Regions from separate parts of the Manis pentadactyla genome. Here region 2 is linked to region 1. Evidence: chromatin contacts called from public Hi-C data. All regions are on one chromosome and are shown on one strand. Each heading gives the region's core, a stretch centred on a gene start, on an enhancer-like site or on the middle of the called end of the contact. The rest is flanking DNA. Distances are from core to core; before and after follow the strand shown.

Region 1 (3,999 bases), core at 526-3,025:
TCCACTGAAGGCCGAGAGGAGAAAGAGACCTGCAGCCACAAGGGCCCCCACACCTAAACATTTGTTCCTGGCCCTTGAGGTTGTCATTACTTCTTCTACTCACTGATGAAGAAACGGAGGCTCAGAGAAGCACGTAACATAGCCACAGTCACACACGGTTGAGAAGTGCTGGAGTGTGCATTTGAATCCAGATCTCCTTGCCTTCGAGGCTTCTGTTTCTTTTTCTATAGCACCATAAGCTGAGCAGAGGCAAGAATTCCAGAGATAAAACCTGCTCCACTTATACTCATCTGTAAAATGGAGATAATCAACAGCCTCTCCTGGTGGAATCAAATGGGATTATGCCCATAAAACCATAAAACAGCATTGCGCCTCACACACAGTGCATATTCAAGAAAGGAGAGCTATTGTTTCTGATGATTACTTTTAGTTTACTGATGAGAAAGCATGTAAGAGTCCATTAAATTCTCTATACTCTAAATAAAGGCTGAAGCCTGGATTCAAAGCCAAACATAGGAAATCCCAAAGTTCACTCAAGTCTTCTTCCATTTCACCCCATGGTAAGAAAGCGGGAGATGGACATTTCGAGCGAGGTGGAATGCAGGAGCAAGAGCCTGAGACGCGATAGACGTACACAAGTCAGGCTGGTCGGGGAGCGTGATGACATCAAATTCTATCCACAGGTTGGAGAGTGGGCCGTCAATGCCCAGCTGGCCCATCTGGGTTCTGATTCTGTGTTAAGCATTGGGTGGGTGCCAATCACATGCGAGGCTCCATGTCCAGCAGAGCCAAGCCCTGGCACCGGCAGTTTACAGCTGCCTGGCCTGGCAGTGGTGACAACGCCCTTGCGGACTTTGCCTTCTTCTCCATGACCTGACCTCCAGCTGCAGAGGAGGTGGTGGGTAATGTGCTGCCTCAAAGGCAACTGTGAGATTAAGGGACCTGCTAGAACTGCCGGACCCACCAGATGAGGGCGAGCTCAGGTGGGCCAGGGCCCACCACCCCCACAGCAGCCTTCCGCGGTGGCTGCTCGCATTGTGCCCATCTGATGGAAGAGCTTACAGGACTCAGGCACAGTCGCTGTGTCCAAGATCACACAGCTGCGGCAGGACCAGGATCAGAACTCAGGTCAGTCTGTCTTTAAGGCCGGTGCTCTTTCCTCTACCCTGGGTTAGGCTTTTGGCTCCTGAAAGGCACGGACAGGTGAGCTCGGTCAGACACAGCCTGAGGGTGCCCAGGCACCAGTGGGAGATGGCAGGCTGAGGCAGGTTAAGGGCCTGGGCAGGGAGTGGTCCGAAGGATGGTCCTGAACTGGAACTGGAGAAAGGGGGCAGGCAATACATGGGTGTGTGGAGAGCCCTGAGATCAGCCCTCTATCTACCCACTGTGGCCTGGACCAGCCTGTCTGCACCCTTCACCAGAGGAAGCCCAAGGGGCTGCCCTGAGCTCCTGCTCTGCCACTGACTAGCTCCATGACCTGGGGCAAGTCACTTCAACTCAGAAGCCTCACCTTCCCTGTGAAATGGTCTCTCCATCATTGCATTCACATGGGTGTCTCAAGGAGCAGAGGGAAGTGGAGCGGTCCAAGGCCCTCCCCAGAGCCCCGCCCACAGCAAGCCCTGGACACTCAGGGTCATTGCCCATGTGCCCCGTGCCTCCCACCCTCATCACCCCCTCCTGGAAATGGGCTCTGGGCGTGCCAGAGAACAGCCAACTGTCAACCCCGCCCCAGCCAGGCCAGTTAATGAGCGACCAGAGCACCGCAGCCTGGCCTATAAAGAGCTGCTTGCTAGGGAAGCTGGTGGGAGCCGGGTGACGCGGCTGTGGGATTCAGAAGGAACGACATGGGCGGCAAGACGGTGTCAGGGCTCCTGTCTGGGGTGGCCATGGTCCTCCTGGTGCTGCCGCAGAACACGCAGTCAGTCTACATCCAGGTGAGTCCCTCCAGCCCGTCCGCCCTTTGAAGGTCCCCACCTGGGAGGCTGGGATGGAGAGGGCACACTGGGAAATTCGTGGGTTACAGGGAAGCCCAGGGCCCAGGATTCAGCCCAACACCCAATCACAGTCCAGGGTTGGACCAAGACAGCTGATGGGTGGGGGCCGCTGGAATGCTGATGGTGATGATAACAATAATAAACTGCTGTTATTCAGCACTGCCTACCTCCAGGGCCAATCCTGGTCAGAGGTCAGAGCGTGGAACAAGATGTGCTCCCTGCTCTTGGGGAGCCCAAAGGGGCAAGAGGTTCCTTTCGTGCTCCCACAGCTCTGTATTCAGCCACGTAGGGGTGGGGAGGGGACAATCACCAGAAAAAGTTTCCCCGGCAGGTTAGTCAAGCTGATAGATACCACAAGATGAGCAGGGGGCAGCCAGAAACAGGACAGGGCCTGCTCCAGACAGAGGGCACAGGGTATGCAAAGGCCCAGAGAGAAGATGGCAGGGGCCCAGGGCTCCTTCCAGGGTGCCTGGGAGGCTAGAAAGAGCAGTGGAAGCCTGCCAGCACAGTGGGGATGGCTGGCCTTGGGTGTCATGTTCCTGGCCCTGGGCAGGGCCCCTGGGGAAGGCAGGAGAGAGTCAGCCTCCACCCTGAAGTCCTGACCTTGGAGTCTGGCCAGCTTGAGGCTGCCACCACTTCGCCATGTTGGTTCAGGGGGGATCACCCAGTCAAGGAGTGTGCTTTGGGTACCAGGCACCCAGGAGGAGTGGAGGGTGAGGCTCAGAGTGGGGAGGACACAGGCAGCCAGTCAAGAAGAGCTGGGATTTGGACTGGGGGTCCGGCAGTCCCCAGAGCCCATGCCTTTGACCCCTGTGCTCCACAGCCCAGACCTCATCTACCAGGTGCCAGAACCCAGCAGCACAGGGCAGGGTCAGTGCCAGGCCCCACCTCCCACCTCGTAGGCCATCTGTCCCAATGGCCTGGATTCTCCGTAAGAACAGGAAGCCTCTGTGGGGTCTGAGGAGCGCTGGTCTCCTGGCCTAGGTTTTCATGCTGTCCCCCCTCTCTTCTCCTTCCTCCCCGCAGTACCAAGGCTTCCAGGTCCAGCTGGAATCAGTGCAGAAGCTGAGTAACCTGGAGGGGCAGCAGGTGGCCAGTCCCCACCTGCAGGCCCAGAGCCTCCTGCCCTCAGTGTGCCACCACCCAGCCCTGCCGCTGGACCTCCAGCCTGTCTGCACCTCCGAGGAAGCTGCCAGCATCTTCCAGGCGCTGTGTGAGTGCCCCACCCTGCAAAGTTCCCTGCCTCGCTGCCTCTCCTCCCCAGTCCCCAGCTCCTCACAGTGTTTCTATTAAGCACATTCAAGAAACTCAGCCCTGGCCTCTTCAGTTTGAGCACTGAAAATCAGCACGTCAGGAACCCTCTCAGCCCCCAGCAAGCCTGATGGCTAGTCATCCTACCTCCAAGACTGCACAGATGGCAGGAAGGGGGCACTGGGAAAGGGACCTGTAAGCAATGACTGCCATGCACAGGGGTGAGGGGGGAAGCACAGTGGGGATACAGAGGAGAGATAGCTTGTGTCCCAAGCAGCATCAGGCATCTGAAAGGCTTCCAAGAGGAGAAGACATCTAAGCTGAAACGTGAGGGATGGAGCAGAGCTGGCCAGGGGAATGTAACAATTAGCCAGCATTTATTGAGCACTGACCAAGTGCCAACGCTGGGTCAATCCCCTGCCATACTCTCTCCTCACCACCACTGTCAGGCTGATACTATCTGTTCAGCAGCAGGAAAACTCAGGCACAAAGAGTTTAAGAACTTTGGCCAGGCACCCCTGGGAAAGAGAGGACCTGGGGCTTGGGCCCAAGCCACTCACCTGGCTTCTAAAGTTTCCAGCTCGTATTCTGTGCGCAGGATGCAGGGCCCCTCCTGCAGGCCCGCTCCTCAGTAGGCCTTCTCTGGTCACATGACCAGCTGCTCCCTGGACCACAGACGTCTCAGGTTCAGGTTCCGCTGACCGGTATTCTCCCCACCCAGGCGCCATCGCTAAAGACGACTGTGAGCTGTGTG
Region 2 (3,999 bases), core at 869-3,368, 180 kb after region 1:
CCAGGACCGGGCGGCAGGTCACGGAGGGGACAGCCCCTGTACGAGGGCGCGGCGCCCCCGGGAACCTGGCCGGGCACCCCCAGGCGCCAGCTGGGGGAGGAGCGGGAGGCGCGGAGCCGCCGCTTCCCGGCTGAGGGGCAGGAGCAGCTGAGAAGCGCCGTGGGGGAGGCGGGACGCAGCCCTAGCCGCCCGCCGGGCCGCGGCCGGGTCCCAGTCCCCCGCCCCGCGCGCGCCCACCCCGCAGCAGTGCCGCGACCGAAAGAAGAGAGAGGGCGTCTCTCGGAGGACTGCCCGGGTCCCGGGAGATGCCCCGGCCCCGCCTCCCCGCCGTCCGCCCCGGCTCGGCTGCCCCGGCGGCGGGGGCTCACCTCTGGCTGTGCAGGCCGGACGGCCCGGCCGAGCTCCCGGCCGCTGAGTATGTCTCCTCCCCCCGGGTAAGATCCCAACTGCGCCTGGAGCGAACGGCCGAGGCCCCAAGCAGCGCCGTGAGCGGCGGGAGCAGCGGGAGCAGCCAACATCCGGGGCCGCGCACCCGGAACTACTTTCCGACCTGCTCCCGCTCCCGCTGCCGCCCCCGCCACCACCCCGCCTCCCGCGACGTCGCTGCGCCACCGGCACGTCGGCAGTGGCGTCACGGGCCCTCCGCGGTCATGGGTGAAGATGTGCGCGGATCCCTCCGCTGGGACAAGTAGTGCCCTGGGACTCCCCGGGGCTCAACCTGCTCGCAGCTCTGAACGACATGGGGTCTCTGCGCCTCAGAGTGACGACTGAGAGGAGTTGGGGCGCGGGAGCCGCTCTATAATTGAGGACTGCAGGTCCCTGCGGCTTTGGATCCTGCCCATGGATTCCAGGGGCCTGTACTCCAGGGGAACGGCGCCTCGTGACCTTGCCCCCGCCCCCGGCTCCTCACCATAACTGCAGGCACCTTGGCCTCCAGGAAACCGGACTGCTTTTCGAAGTTGGCACACCTCCGGTTTCACAGGCTCCAGCGAAGGCACCTCGGACCATCAGGACACCCTTACTTTCAGAACTTTACAAATCCCCGTTTCTAGACCCATCTCTGCTGAGACCTTTACCGTGTCTTAGGCTTGGTTTCTTTTTTAAAGGAGTAGGAATTCGAAAGGCACTTCTGAGTCTAAAGTAGCTACTCAGACTATGGTCCTTGCTATAAACAGGTGGAGCGTTTAGAAGGGCAACTTTTGAACTTTGGAGTTTACTTCTACGTCAGTCTTCACTGATTTCTTTCTCCTATTAGCACTGCCAGCCTGTCCTGTAATTTCACACCATTACATTCAGACCTATTGCTGTCATTCGCATTAGTCATATGTATAGCAGCAAGTATGCTTTTGAACTTACAGTAGGTGCTCGATATGAGTACTCAGGTATTTGTTAGATGAATCCGAAATTCACTGGATGAAAGAAAAAGGACAGAGGCCTGAGTGAACTGGCCCTGGGAACCTTTTTTGATGTAGTCTCAGGGATCAGACAAAGAGCTGAGTAACCAATTCCTTCAGCAAACACTGAACACCTTGCCATTTGTCAAGCATTTCTAGGCACTAGGAATTAAAAGTACTCCTATATTCCTTTTCTATATAAGACTTAGCAAGATTATTAAGATTAAAAAATTCACTCATCCAACACATACTTGCCAATAGCTACTAAGGTTGTCAGGCACTATTTCAGACCTTGGAATATATCAGTGAACAGAAGAGAGAAAAAGGGAAAGAAAATATCCTTTGGTCTTGGAGCTTACGTCTAATAAGGGGATAAACATAACAAGAAAATTATTTGGTTACGTTAGAAGGTATTTAGTGCTGTGGGCTAAAATAGACCAGGTAAGAGGTCTCAGGAAAACTGGAGGAAGTGGATAGGAAGGGTTTTTTGTTTGCTTTTTTAACATCAACCATTTATTCATCAATGATATTTTCATTCAATACTTCACTATTCAACTAATACTTAAACAGAACGGCATGTTGGTGTGGTAAAATTGTAACATTTCCAAAATACCTCACCTGGCTTTAGTACATCTGCATATCAACAGGCGCTCAAGGATGGAAAGAAGTATGGCTTTAGGGCGGTTGCATCATTCCTCGGGCGTGGAGAGAAGTTCATCTCCATATCAACAGATTTTAAACTTTATTTCTCCCTTTGACTGATTTCCATTTTAGAGGTATTTTGCCCTGGGATTTCCTTTCCCCAGACTTACATCTGGCACAGTCGGCAGGACTCCTTTGAACTCGAAATCTGTCATAATGGGTGCGACTTTGGGGAGGGCTGCCCCTAGAAATGATGGGGAGAAGTGGCGCTCACGCTGAGGACGTGTGTCTATGCTTGTGTGGTCGTGGAGGCGCCACTACCGCTGCTGGCCACATCGACCCTAGCCCGTGGCCCAAGCCTAAGGCTACTGCTGCTGCTTCTGCTACCGGCCAGAGCCTGGTCACAAGTATGGAAAGAAGCAGAGGTCTAGGTCACCTTGATAGAGAAGCACCTGACTCCTGTGTACCACGCCCTGCTGGCTACAGAGCCCATCGCTGGAACAGCTCTGACCAAGCTAATAACCACCTATCCCATCGCGGGGTGGGTGAGAGACTGGACCCAAAGGCTACAGAGTGGCGTGGCACAGACACCTACCATATATCATGTGACTGGCCATTTGCCTTTGGCATCCCCAGAGAATAATGAAGGAGATGCATTGGCCCAAGTGTGCTGACTAGAAGGAAAGCCTGCCTCTGATGTGGCCCAATGGCTATGTCAACATTTTTTGCACACGGGGCAAAAGACAATGTGGGCTGTAGCCTGTCGGTGGGGCTTGCCATTGACCTTTGAAGAAGTCAGCCGAGCCCTGAAGGAGTGCCCTGCATGTTGTGCAGATCAGCAAACCACCAAGAGGGACCTAGAGCGTTTCTGCAGCCTATGGCAGGTCGCCAGTGATTGAGAGTGATCAAGGCACCCACTTTATTGGACATGTGTTGCAAGGATGGGTGCAGCAATTAGGAGTAATATGGACAGGGCCCTGTACATTTCAACACATGGACTGGCGATGGCTGGCTCTTTTGGCACCTTGAGGAAAAGGCCTGGAAGCTGGCCTCCTGTGTATTCCTGGGATAACAGCAAAGTGATTCCCCACAGTCACGGTTATTTGTTTCTACAGTCCTTGTGTCCTGGATGCGCCCCCTGGCTGCAGCTGCTGCATGATGGCTGGAATGGACGAGTTTTGGACTCAATCTGCATGGGACTTTGAACCTAGCTGAATCCTCTAGCTTGAGAATTATCGTGATTGTGTTGCTGTTGTCAAGAAAAAAATGCTTAAAGAGAGGCTTGACTTTGTCTAATGTTTGGTAAAAGTTTTGTTAGTAATCTAGCATGGTTGTTAGGAATGAGTAAACAACTGTAGGAAGTAGTAATAATTGTCAAGAAAAAAATGCTTGAAGAGAGGCTTGAGTTTGTCTAATGTTTGATAAAAGTTTTGTGAGCAATCTAGCATGCTTGTTAGTAATGAGTAAAGTGTAGAAACAGTTTGTGCTTAGTGAGAGATTGTGCTGTAAAGTACATTTACTTAATGTGCATAGGCTGAATCCTCTGGCTTGAGGATTATCAAGATTTTATTGCTGTTGCTATTGTATGTTATTAGATTGGTTGGAAGAGGGGTAATGAGTAAATTTTAAGGTGAGATTTCTGGAGGGGTAGCCTGTGGGTAAAATTGTAACATTTCCAGAATATCTCTCACTGGGCTTTAGTACATCTGCATATCAACAGGCACTCAAGGGTGAAGAAAAGTATGGCTTTAAGGCATTTTCATCATTCCTCAGGGGTGGAGAGAAGTTCATCTCCATATCAGTGGTTAATTACCTGGGCAAAGGAGGGCTTATTGGTACCTGAGAGGTGAGGAGGAGGGCCAGTTTTGCTTCTGCTAGGGCAGGAAAGAGAGAAGGGCCCGGACTGTAGTTTGTAAGCAATAAACGGATTTTAAACTTTATTTCTCCCTTTGACTGATTCGGT

The links. A called contact is a pair of places that touch in the nucleus more often than the background predicts.
Region 2: a Hi-C map of skin fibroblasts shows a contact between it and region 1, with 3 times the contacts expected there. The contact joins the promoter of FOXJ3 here to the promoter of GUCA2B in region 1. A contact is called at or near these places in 2 of 3 Hi-C or Micro-C datasets (fibroblasts and skin fibroblasts).

The regions. Positions count from the first base shown.
Region 1 is chr4:32,711,576-32,715,574 of mManPen7.hap1, forward strand. It overlaps GUCA2B (guanylate cyclase activator 2B), which reads left to right and starts at 1,776. Exons shown (of 3, transcript XM_036893216.2): 1 at 1,776-1,934; 2 at 3,021-3,207; 3 at 3,967-3,999. The coding sequence starts at 1,845.
Region 2 is chr4:32,892,209-32,896,207 of mManPen7.hap1, forward strand. It overlaps FOXJ3 (forkhead box J3), which reads right to left and starts at 2,119. Exons shown (of 13, transcript XM_036892902.2): 1 at 911-2,119.